2 separate regions of the Mus musculus genome follow, and region 2 is linked to region 1. The links are chromatin contacts, called in public Hi-C maps. All regions are on one chromosome and are shown on one strand. Each heading gives the region's core, a stretch centred on a gene start, on an enhancer-like site or on the middle of the called end of the contact. The rest is flanking DNA. Distances are from core to core; before and after follow the strand shown.

Evidence for each region. A called contact is a pair of places that touch in the nucleus more often than the background predicts.
Region 2: a Hi-C map of the 63-12 cell line shows a contact between it and region 1, with 2.2 times the contacts expected there. The contact joins two enhancer-like sites. A contact is called at or near these places in 2 of 15 datasets of contacts at CTCF or cohesin (large pre-B cells and pro-B cells), 75 of 484 Hi-C or Micro-C datasets (the 63-12 cell line, 8-cell embryo, B cells and 41 more), 9 of 115 datasets of contacts at active chromatin or transcription factors (the 230-238 cell line, bone marrow-derived macrophages, embryonic stem cells and 2 more) and 4 of 9 other capture datasets (adipose tissue, embryonic stem cells, liver and 1 more).

The regions. Positions count from the first base shown.
Region 1 is chr3:83,809,881-83,815,941 of GRCm38.p6, forward strand. It overlaps the pseudogene Gm7115. Among named protein-coding and RNA genes, the nearest start is that of Tlr2, 29 kb to the right of the region's middle. Within about 2 kb of position 2,836, at least 59 of the 459 cell types and tissues checked have an H3K27ac peak or open chromatin away from gene starts, as enhancers often do. A contact at or near this core is called in the 63-12 cell line, where this site is marked.
Region 2 is chr3:83,896,361-83,902,421 of GRCm38.p6, forward strand. Tmem131l (transmembrane 131 like) reads right to left here. Exons shown (of 35, transcript NM_172681.4): 32 at 4,986-5,106; 33 at 3,967-4,058; 34 at 2,817-2,956; 35 at 1,927-2,253. The coding sequence ends at 1,981. Among named protein-coding and RNA genes, the nearest start is that of Tlr2, 58 kb to the left of the region's middle. Within about 2 kb of position 3,406, at least 22 of the 459 cell types and tissues checked have an H3K27ac peak or open chromatin away from gene starts, as enhancers often do. A contact at or near this core is called in the 63-12 cell line, where this site is marked.

The DNA of each region.
Region 1 (6,061 bases), core at 1,586-4,085:
CTTCTAAGTCTGCTTTCTACACCCAGCCCAACTTGAGACCCATCCCATGGGAGACTATTAATGATAGTCTGTTATATGTGTAGACAGGAGTCTAGCATGGCTGTCCTCTGAGAGGCTTCATCCATCAGCTTGGGGACTCCTCTTATGGAAGAGTGGGGGAAAGGATTGCGGGCCTTGAAGGGGAAAAGAACTCCAGGAAGACCGGCAGAGTCAACATGGACCTTTGGGGTCTCAGAGACTGAACCACCAGCCAAACAGCATAGACAGGCTGGACCTAGTCCTCCCCATACATATGTAGCAGATGCGCAGCTTGGTCTTCATGTGGGTCCTGAACAACTGGAACAGGAGCTATCCCTAAAGTTGCTGTCTGTCCATGGGATATGATCTTCTAGCTGGGCTGCCTTGTGTGGCCTCAGTGAGGGAAGATGCACCTAGCCCTACAGAGACATGATGTTGGGGGGAGGAAGGGGGACTCCCAGGGGAGGTGAAGATTGAGGAAAGGACTGTGAGAAGGTGTCTAGGGAGGAGGGCAGTGAGCAGGATGTAAAGTGAATAAATAAAAAAATGAAAAATAATTAATCTTTAAAAAGGAAGGAAGGGAAGGAGGAAGGAAGAGAGAGGGAGGGGAGGGAGGGAGGGAGGGAGGGAGGGAGGAAGGAAGGAAGGAAGGAAGGAAGGAAGGAAGGAAGGAAGGAAGGAAGGAAGGAAGAATAGTGGCTTGCTGATAGGTCTGCTCTTAAAGTACAACTGTTGAAAAAACAACCCTAACAACCATTGACTTACAGCCCATCAGCTCAGTCTGTCCGGACCCCCAGTAGTGTGGGTTGGACCCAGCCAGATTAAATGTACCTCCTGGAGGCCACTTGGACTCTGGTCAGTGGTACAGACACAGAGAACAAGGAAAGAGTGGGGTCCCTACACCATGCTCTCTGGAAAGGGGCACAAGTAGCTGAAGAGGAGAAAGAGGAAGGGGAACAGGAGAGGACGTGATAGAGGCAGGAGAGCTGAGCGGGAAAACTCACTGTTACCCAGGTAGGCATCCCAGAAGCTGCTGATTCACTGACTGACGATCCTCTAAGGCCTTTCATGGGGGCATGTGTTAGTAACAGCAGCCCCTGGGCTCCGTGTAACACAGTGTGATTTTCAGAGTGCTTTCTTCTCTAGGTTATGTTTGAAATCTAGGTCACCCTGCAGGATAGGGAGACAGCCCAGATTCAATGCTCCCAGTTTCACAACTATAGTGATACTTGTATGTCCAATGCACTTCACTATTGAGGCCCTACACGGCTTCCTCTGAAGCAGTCAGGTGAAAGGACCAGGCTTGGGCGTTCTGGGGTAGCCCCATGTGATCTTTTAGACAACTACCAATTTTCTCATCTGTAGAATTAACTCACAGCTGGTAGGTAAGCCATTGTTATGGAATAGACATGGTGGTGAGGTTGCTCTCCACCAGAAAGAGTGTGTGTGAAGCATTTAGTGAGTGATGGAGGTCCCAGGACTGAAGTTTATCTAGTTCAGCATCATACAGCAAACTGGGGCGCCATTCGAGGTCCCCATCACTGAAGGAGACTGTGTTTATTTCTCTGATAACTGGTGGCCTTGCTGCAGATGTGGGTTGACCCTTTGTACTTCACTATAACGCTCTACTGGTGGTGGTTTCTGTCTACGTGGGGAATGTTCTCCATGGTTACAAGTTACACCCTCTTCAGAGCTTCCTGGAGACTGCTCTCAGGGCAAACACCAAGGTGTGTATTCCAGTCACTCCTCGTGGTCATGTTTAGTTCATCTTTAATTTAGGCTGAAGTTTTTATTGGGTTGGTCTTGGGTTTTGTTCATTTGTTATTGTTCTTGTTTTATTTTAAAATAAGAATTCACAATATATGGCCCCAAACTCACAATCCTCCTGCCTCAGCCTCTCCCAAAGTTGGAATTAATATTTGTATCTTTCCTAGTATTTTAAATGATAGAACCAAATACCTACATAGGTAAGTGATGCTGAAAATAATCTGCAGGCTTGCACTAGCACGCCTAGCTTTATCTCTTTCTTGTAAACATTAAGGAATATATGGAATTTCCCTCATTCGTGGAGTGTCTACAGGTTTCTAGGCATCCCCTAATCCTTTTTTTTTAAACCTTTGCAGTAAAAACATGTAGACCCTGGCTATCACAGCATCAATCCACATATCCTGTGCAATGGGGACTGACTTGTCTCCTGTAGAGTTCATAGCTGCAGACTTCAGTTGGCAGAGGCAGGAACAAAAGGAAGTGAAACTACTTCTTCTTTAAATCTCTAGAGCACTGTTTGCATGATTATTTTTAGCTCAGCGTTTTGTTTTATTCTCCTGTAAGTTGGGTCAAAAGCACTTTAAAGCCCGCAAGGACTGAAGGTTTACGATCTGACCTGACCATACCTAACACATCAGAAAAACGCGGAAGCGTGTCTAACAAGTGGGGTTTTAACATCGAGGGGCAGCCACCATCCTCTTGGGGTTTACACAATTCCCTGGGATCCTCCAGGCTTATATGGCCTCAGATGAGCTCTTTGTCCCTTCATCTGTGAGTGGGGTGCACGTCCTCACTGAGCAGCCCCTCCAGTAAGGACAGGAGAGAGTGTGTAGTGTTCACTGTTTGTGAGACAGTGGTGAAAATTTACCCTGTTGGAGAAAACAAAATCATAGGCTTCAGGGATACATAGTCATGATATTTCTCTCTGTGTGGATTTGCTTCCCCCTGTTAAATACTAAGAAAGATAAAACAAGAAGTTTTCCTTTTTAGCTTGGAAGAGGGGACATATAGAGTGAGAAATGTTTAAATAAACATGATGGTAACTATAACATACATTTTCTTTTGAGGAAGTTTATGAGTTTTAGGCCAGCCTGGAATACATAGTGAGTTTCAGATAAGCCTGTCTCAAAAAAACCCAAACCAAAACAAAAAAATCAGCTACATGACTGCCAGGTTTGCAGATAGTTAACTTAATTGCCAATTTGGAAGCCCTTGGGAGCAATGTCAGGAGACTATTTAGACATGCCAGAGGTCTTAGAAAGCTTTTTAAAGTCAGTAAAAAGTGAAAACATGGCCACCTCTCTCCTGACTACCAAATGCTATTTAAGATTTGTCAAAGTGTTTTGGGTTGCAGAATCCAAATGTGCTTGGCACTTGTACTTGGAGCAAGTAGTTCCCTGGCAAGGAGGGCATTTTACTTTCCCACTGTATAATGAATTCTCCTAGCTCAGTGCAGGCTCCTAAGCAAGTCAGCTCACCCAGTGCAGATACTTCACTACAGGAGTTACTCAAATTGGCTTTGCTAGCTTTTGTGACCCAGATAGCTCAGGTGTCCAAGATACCAGGCTATCTATGTCTGTGCCCACAGCAATCCCTTTCAACTCCTGCCTGCTCCAGACTCCATATACCTCAAGTGCTGCCCAAAGTCAAGGTTCCCACCGTGTTCCGAAGCAGAGTTTCTTAAATGTTTTCACCCCAAAACTTCTTCTGTGACCTCCAGGTATACAGGTATATAAAACACATGTGTGAATCCAACATTTACCAATGATAAACCACACGGTTTATCTTAAAGCAATTATTTGCTGAACCTTTACTTTTGCTCTTTGCTAAAGATTAACAGCTGCGCATGCTGAAATGGATTTGGTTTTAACACAGCACACTGCAAAATGGCATTAATTGGATATTTACATGCTGAGAAATGATGGTAGGGTAATATTTTCATATGGAGGCTGTTCTGAGGCAGGAACACAGTCTCTTGCCTGAAGTAAATTCAAGCAGCCCAGAAGCTCCAGGTTCTACTGTTCCCAGAAGTATGTGTAGCCCAATACGCAGGGAGATGAGCGTAGGGATAATCTATTTGTGACACTGATGCAGTATGTTGGGGACTTAGTGTGCCCAGTCTTTTCTTTTTTTTTTTGTGCCCAGTCTTTTCAACATGAATGCATTGTATATATAATATGTACATGTAGAATATATATATTCACACACGTACATATCTTTCAGGTCAGTGTTAGGAACTAGCCCCATCACTGTCACTTTACCAAATGAGGCAGTCATGGAAGAACTGTCAAGAAAGTTCACCAAGGCCCGTGGTGCCTAGCCACAGATGACAGTCTACCAAGTTCTGTCTCCAAAGGCATGTCACTTGGCATAGAGTGGCCTTGCAGTTCAAGATGCTGTTAGCCAGGAACATCTCCTGTATAGACCTTAGCCTAAGAAAGATCCTGATTATGTGTGGAGTCCAAGGAACCTATTGTATGTTGCTATCTGGGGCTGAGGCTTGGCCAGGAGGAGCCTCTAAATCCTTGTTCACATTCCTAACAGCATTAGTTTTGTAACATAAACCTCCACGTTGAACTAGTTGCTTTTGCAACGATGTAAACTGCTCATCACAGACAGATCAGAGTAACTGATGGCTCAAGTACCTCTCAGCAGAAAGACCTTACCACCTTCTCTGGCCTTCTTTAGAGACACCATAGTCTCCTGGTATACTGGCTGACTTTGACACAAGCTGGAGTTATCACAGAGAAAGGAGCCTCCCTGAAGGAAATGCTTCCATGAGATCCAGATGTAAGGTATTTTCTCAATTAGTAATCAAGTGGGGAGGGCCCATTGTGGGTGGTGCCAACCCTGGGCTGGTAGTCTTGGGTTCTATAAGAAAGCAAGCTGAGCAAGCCAAGGTAAGCAAGCCAGTAAGAAACATCCCTCCATGTCCTCTGCATCAGCTCCTGCTTCCTGACCTGCTTGAGTTTCAGTCCTGACTTCCTTTGCTGACGAACAGCAATGTGGAAGCATAAGCTGGATAAATCCTTTCCTTCCCAACTTGTTGGTCATGGTGTTTTATGCAGGAATAGAAACCCTGACTAAGACACCTGGGAACAAAAGCCAATGTGTGCAGCGGGGCCGGTGTCTGATCCACAGACTCTACCATTGCCTGCCCCTCCATGGGCATAAGTGCACCTGGGTAGGAGGTGCCAGTACATGGCTCTTGTGTGTTTGTTTCTTGAATGTGGAAAGGCATTCATCATTAAAAAAAAATGTAAACAATTCAGTTCTCGGACTAGCCCACAAGCCATATTCAAACCATATGGATTCAAATAGTCCATTCTAATTGGAACTCAGTGAGGTAAACCATCTTGCTGGGCATGCATTGGCATGCATTGGCATGCACTGGCATGCACTGGCCTACTCAGCACTTTCCTTCTAAATGATCAAGAAAGAACACATTTTTTTTACATTGTAATGAAAGCTTGATTTAATAACATCAGGAATTTTAATTAAGCACATGATACATTACCTCCAACAGGAAGCAAACTGGGGGACAGTGGTAGGGTTGCAACAAGCAGAGAATTCAAAACCATAGAGGGAAACTGAGGAACGCAGGGTAATTCCCACACTTCAGAAGCTAAGTCGAGAGGACGTTGAGTTTGTGTCTAACCTGGCTGCATACTGAGGCTCTGCCTTAAAAGAACAAAACCATTCTAAGCTCCTTAACCCAAAACGTCAGCATAGAAAGATTTTATTTAAATAGTGTTTGGAAAGACAAAGTGATTTCCTCTGTGCTTCCCCCATTTCTGTTCCCACAGTCTGGTCTACACATGGTTTCTTCTAATCTAGAAGATCAGTTACATGCTTGGTGTAGTGAGTTATTTGGTCATCATGTTTACAATGTGTGGAATCAATGTAATATCAAGTAAGTGTCTTCACTTAAGAGGTTAATATCTCTAAGTACCTGCTTCGGTCATTCACCTGGTCGTGGTCTTCTCTCACCTGGAAGCACTTGGCTCTGCCATGTTCTGTGAACACATTCTCCATAGTAGATATCTACATGTAGCTTTGTCATTGGAGGGACCAAGGGAAAAGCCAGAGAGGGGCAACCTACAAAATAAAACTTTGTAAAGCTAACGAGCTTTAAAGAGAATCTACAGTTCGCCTGCAGACTGGGCTCACCATTGAAAATGGGGCCAGCATGGAATAGAATAACTCATTAAACTGTGTGCTCTCTTTCCATGAAAGTTTAGCGTCCAGAGCTCCTTTGAGTATCTTGTTTCTTAAA
Region 2 (6,061 bases), core at 2,156-4,655, 87 kb after region 1:
TTGTGTCCCTCCCATTGCGAACCTTTGCCCACAGACACTAGCTTTCTTGTACCGGTCAAAGTTTCTACCTCAAATGTATCTGAGATGCCCTGGTCACTTCTGAGGGCCTGCTGCGTGTTCCCTCACCCCAGCCCTCCTCACCAATCCCTAGAGACTGAGCATCTCAAGTAACCCCTTAATTTTTGGCCTGTCCTGCTTCAGGAGGCCACAGGACATCCAGATGGCATCTTACTCTTTGCCAGAATTGTCTGTCCTGTCCACAGTCTGAGACAGCTCCCAGCCCCGAGAAACTGCTTAGCAAATATTAAACAAATGATAACTAACTTCATGTTTCTTTAGTATTAAGGTTAAAGATGACATTTCAGTAAAGGTGAAAATTTTTATTTTGCGTGCATAATAGCAAAAAATAAAAAAATAAGTGTCTTCTCAATTTCCCAGGGGAAACGGAGATAATGCTGCCCACGCTGCAGCGTTGAACGAAGCAGTTCTGAAACGGCACTAGCATCTCATGTCTCATACTCTAGAAGCCAAGTCTGAACTTGATGCCGCAAAGGCTTTGGGGCTCTTCCTCTACCCCATGATGCTTTTACTGTAGTGGACAAAGCACAAAGGTCACCATGTAACTGTTTTAGTTCATGGGCACTGTTGGTTCACGGTGCTAAGGAACTGTTCCCCACCTGCAGAATTTGTCATCCCAAACAAGAGCTCTATGCCACTCAAGGCTAACTCCCTACTCTCCCTGTGCTCGTCCTAGGAAGCGACTGTTCTGCTGTCAATCACCCGTCTGTCCGCAGGACGTCACAGGCAGAGCCAGCCAGCATTTACCTGGCTATTCCTTTTAGCATACTGTTTTCAAAGCTTATCCTTCCGGCATGGATCAATTCCACGCCTCTTTAAGACAGGGTGGAATTCCATCTCTTGGATGTACCACTGTTTATAATCTGTCAATAAACGTGTGCTGTTTCTACTCTCTGGTTTTTAATGAATAGCAACAGGAACATGGCTGTTAAGGTATCTAAGACCTTGCCTTTTGTTCTATAGAAACAAAAATAAAAATGAATTAATATTATTCAATCCTGGAGGGTCTGTTTCACCCACACCAGGATTCTAACTTGATGTCTAGTGGGCTCCCCAGAACTATATGCCCAGAAGGCTCTGCCTTACCAAAGGGAGCCTGAGCTTATAGGACATCTGTCTCCCTTCAGGGCTCCCACAGTGAAAGGAAACCAAACAACTTCAGTGCCCCACTCAAAATCACCCCAACCTCAACCTCCAATGAAGACAAAGTGGGGATAAAAATAAACTTTTATTCAAAGTTGAAACTGTTCTCCAACTTTATTCTTAGCAACAGACATTGCCTTTTCAGAGCAGGCTTCTAACGCCAGTGACAAGCCGAGGGCCCTGTCACCAGCACCTGACTCCCTAAGTATTAGTGCTGAGGAAGGAAGTGCCCCCCTTCCCAGATGTCCAACCCTGACTGCCTAGCAGAGCGGCAAGGACCAACTGCTACCACAGGATAACAGTAAGCAGCCCCAGGACCAGAGAGCAAGCCCCTTTTCCTGGACAGCCCCCATCAGGAAGGGACTTCCTGCTAGGTGGACTTTTCTGGCTAGTCTTCACCAGACCATAAGGTCCTCTTCTAAAGCACTCACTGCCAGAGGCAGTGATGGACTAAGCCACACTCTGCAGCATCCCCACGGGTACTTGGGATGCGTGGACAGAAGTCACAGCCTCCCCTTCCTGTGGTGGAAGTTATGACCTGGGATGCCAAGTCTGTAAAACTCATTTGCAAAGGGATTAAAAAAACAAACACCCAGATTTTAAAAAGCAAAAATAAACAAACAAACAAACAAACAAAACATTTATTTTTATATAAAAGTGCCAAAATATCCACCAATGTTGTACTCTATCGCGACAACCAGTTTACGCTAGGAATCAAAACACAAGGCCCTTTATTCACATTGCTCAAAGCTCAGTCCCTCACATGTTCCCACAGTAGCTGGAGTCTCTGGACAGGGGGAAGTTTGCATTGCGATTTGCTGTGCTAGTCCATATGTCCAGGTTCATGTAGGCACGGAACGGGTTAAAGCCCAGGTAGTACTCCTTGCACATGACCTGGTTTTCCATGTGGGTTGCATGCTCTGTGGCAGGGCTGATGGGGCAGCAGGTTTCATACACTTCACTTTGTGGGGCCCAGATGGAACCAAAGAGTCCAGACATGGGAGACAAGCTTCGGGTGCTCGTGAGGTAGGACTGAAGCGGAAACAAAGGTGGACAAGAGAACCAAAGGTTAGAAACCAAGAAGGGGCTTTCCAGACAAAACACTGAGACTGAAGAGATAGCCTAGGGGACACAGCCATGATGTCATGTCTACCTGCCTACCTGAGAGCTGTTAAACCATCCCAAACATTGCTATGACATTTTCATCTGATCTGTTAAGTCTATTTGCAATCTAAAGGGTTCAGTCAAATGTCTCCCGTGAAGAAATGTGTGGTGTGGGCACAAGGGGAGACAGTGTTGTGTGGTGTGGGTCTGAGGAGAGACAATGTTGTGTAGTGTGGGTGTGAGGAGAGACAGTGTGGGCACTACAGACAGCTGCAGAGCCCCTCTTTCACCTCTAACCCCACTGAAGGCCGCGGAGGCCACTGAAGGCCGTGACACAGACTTCCTGCCTGTCTCCACATTACAGCCTTCAGAAGGCGGCCACTACTCTTGTATATGAATCCCATCAGTCTGCCTGACCTGCACTCTGTGCTGAAGCGAGCAGAGCACAGGAAGAGAGAGCAGTGCAGGGGAACAGGAAGGGCGACACTCACTGGAGAGTTGACGAGACTGGCATGGCCCCAGGCAGCGGGCATGCTGGCCGGAGTGTTCCAGGTAGAGGGGGTGCTGTGGCCAATGAAGTCCGTCTGAACTTTCGAGGAGCAGGGGAAGCCATTGGTATAATTCATGTTTTCTGTGAGGGATGGGAGAAAAACTGTTGGTGAGGTGCTGAATTCTCAGTGGAGGATAAAGGCGGCCCTAACCCTGAGTGCAATCTGCATGCTAAGACAGAGCGCCCGGCAGGGCTGCATGTCTGTGCTCACTCATTACATGGGGATACTTCTAACACAGAGGTTAGAGTATTTCTAAAGAAGTGGACAGTGCCAAACTTCTTCCCTCCCCTCAAACCCAACAACATTCAGGGCCAGGTGCGGATGGAACCCTCGGGGCTCAGGCATTCTTGGATACACCTCCCAGCTACGTGCTCTCGATTTTGTTAATTACCAGCCCTCCTCACCCTCATCAACCTGCATATAGATCACATGGCCCCATAAAGCACTTACAAGTACTAAAGCTTTAATCCTAGGGGGACAGCTGCTGTAGCTCCCTCTTGTGGTTAGCTGGCTATAACGCAGTGTCAGAATCAACACCGGACACGTGGCTGGGAAGGGCAGTGCCAGCCAAGAGAAATGCTGGCCCAGCTGTATCCTGCAGTTTCCAGATACTCGGGGAATTCCCCAGCTCTTAATACTTATTGTAACACACGTGTTTTGATGGAGCACCTGTATGTGCCCACTATTCCTGCCCCAAGCTTGGTTCCCTCCTTCAGGGTTCCCCAGACCCAGGGGTAAAGTCGGGACGCGCTGAAGAATGAGTCTATCCCATAGGAGAGTCTCCTGCTGAGAAGTTGTGGCCCTGTTCTCCAATAAAACAGCTGCCCTGTTCAGGCTATAGAGCCATAAGTGACTCAGTTCAACCTAATTTACAGGACGCAGTGGGATGAGGTTACACACAGAAGACCCCAGACACCAGAGCAAGGGCTGCCGGGAGGGTCCATTTGAAATTGCCTCTTCCCATGTGCACAAGTGGATCCAAGTAGCAGCCCCCTCAAGGATCATCCAGGCTGCACACTGTTAGGTGCACAGGCACCTTGCTTGACTTCTGAGAATGCAAGAGTGCATTGGCAATGACCGAGTGCCTTACCTTCTGGGAAGGCATTGTAATCGTTCAGTTCCAGAGGGCAGTACACACTGGGAAATTGGCCTTCGCAGGATGCACTCCAATCAATGAAACTGCTACAAAAAAACAAACAAAAATCAAGGACTAGCTTCAAGTACAGCACGCCAAGAAAGGAGTAAAGACAGAGGAATGGCTCTACTGCCCTGCATCCTCATCTGCAAGTCTCCAGGATAGGGACATAAGCAGTGTGTTCTGTCAAGTCAGAGCCAGAGGCTTAGCTTCTTGCCAAGGACATTGTACCTGCAGGACAGTTGGCTGGGTCAAGGGCACGCTGCCTTCCAAACCGCATCTGTTAGCTAGACACGGAATCTGGCGCAGCTGTATTAGCACCATGGGAAGACAAGGGGACCCTCAGTGCCCCAGTATACACCTGAAGAGCTCTGTCATGCTGCTCCTGCTAATCAAATGTCCAGCTGTCCCCAGATTACAAGCAGCATCCAGCTTGGAAAGGTCAGCACTGTAACCTGTCTGGTACTGCGGTCACTGCAGGCTGCGGTGCATTACAGGAATAAATAAGGTGGGGATACTGTTACAATGAGCCGTCAAGTGGGTCCTGTGACATCAGACACTGACATTTGCCAGGTCCCCTCACTGAGTAACAATAGTATGGCAGACTGAAGCAACCGCTATTGTGTAACAATTTGCTGATATCAGATTTCTGATCCGTTTCAGTTTGTAAGTGTGTTCAAGAATAAGCCACAGGAAAATAAAGATCTGCCCGGGAGAAGGTAATAGGAGCACTTCAGATTTGTTCCACGTATGAAATCATGCTTTCAACCTATAGGGGAACGCCAGGTGGGGCTACCAGCTGTACTGCTCTGACTTCATGTTCCTCACAGCGGCTGCTGTTGGACAGCACAGTGTAACTCCAGAAGGCAGAAAACACAAAGCTCCCAGGCATAGTCCGAGTATCTGGGATTGCCCTGAGCTCCAGCTCCGGCTCTAGTTGCCAAGCGGAGCTGTATAAGAGCAGTGGGGCCTACCTGTCAGGGATGGAGGTGGGCTCCTGAGACACCCCTGGGGCACCGTTCTCCACTGGGCAGTTGAAGCTGCTGGTCAGACACACTGGCTGGGAAGGCCACAGGCCTCCGGGTGGATACAGACCTGAGGGTTCAAGGAGGAAGGTTTAAGAGCAGAACACAGCATGGCAGAGTCCACACGGCAATTCTTTTTTTGTTTGTTTGGTTTTTTTTGTTTGTTTTTTCGAGACAGGGTTTCTCTGTATAGCCCTGGCTGGCCTTGAACTCAGAAATCTGCCTGTCTCTGCCTTCCAAGTGCTGGCATTAAAGGCGTGGCAATTCTAAGTCTGGTGGTTCAAGGCTCTCTGAGGGCCTTTCTGCTGAAGATGTGACTGCAGACAGGGAGTGAGTCAGATGCGTCTGGAAGCTCCAGCTAGGTGGGGAGCAGTCTGAGAAGGTCCAAAGTGGGTGGTACTGGGTCTCCACAGAGAAAAACCATGATTAAAGAGTGAGGGAGGGAGGGACTAGGGGCTGACTGGACTGGCACTGTGCTTGGGTGGGAAAACCCTGGCTGCTGAGCAGTGGGAGTGCTGGGCAGAAGTTCCTATGGCTACACCCATTTTACACATTCAGCCAGCAGACATACTGGGGCCTGCAGCAGGACAGCAGGCAGACACGCCGGCTGCTGGACAGAGACATGGGTTCCTCTCCTGCAACATCTACATCCATCTTGTTCAGGTGTCTTTCTGAGGCTGCTCAGGACACTCGACATTGGTGTAGCTGACAAAATGGCAACTATCCCTCTCAGGAAACCTATGTCTCATTCTGTCACACAGCTGCCAGTCTAGGAGGGCTGCACCTTCCCTGCCAGGCCGCCTTAGCACTGCATGTAACATGCCTAGCTTTCACAAGAGCCAAAGGAAGCACTACACTTCTGGTATGGGACCACCACTGCCTGCCATACCACACAGGGCGGAACCAATGTCTGCCTGTGGCTCCACCAGGAACACGCAGCAAGCTCAGGAGAACAATGCTTCCCACCCATCAAGTCTTGGGTTCCCTAAAACCAGGAGTCCATCCCGGTCTGTGTTATCCCTGCA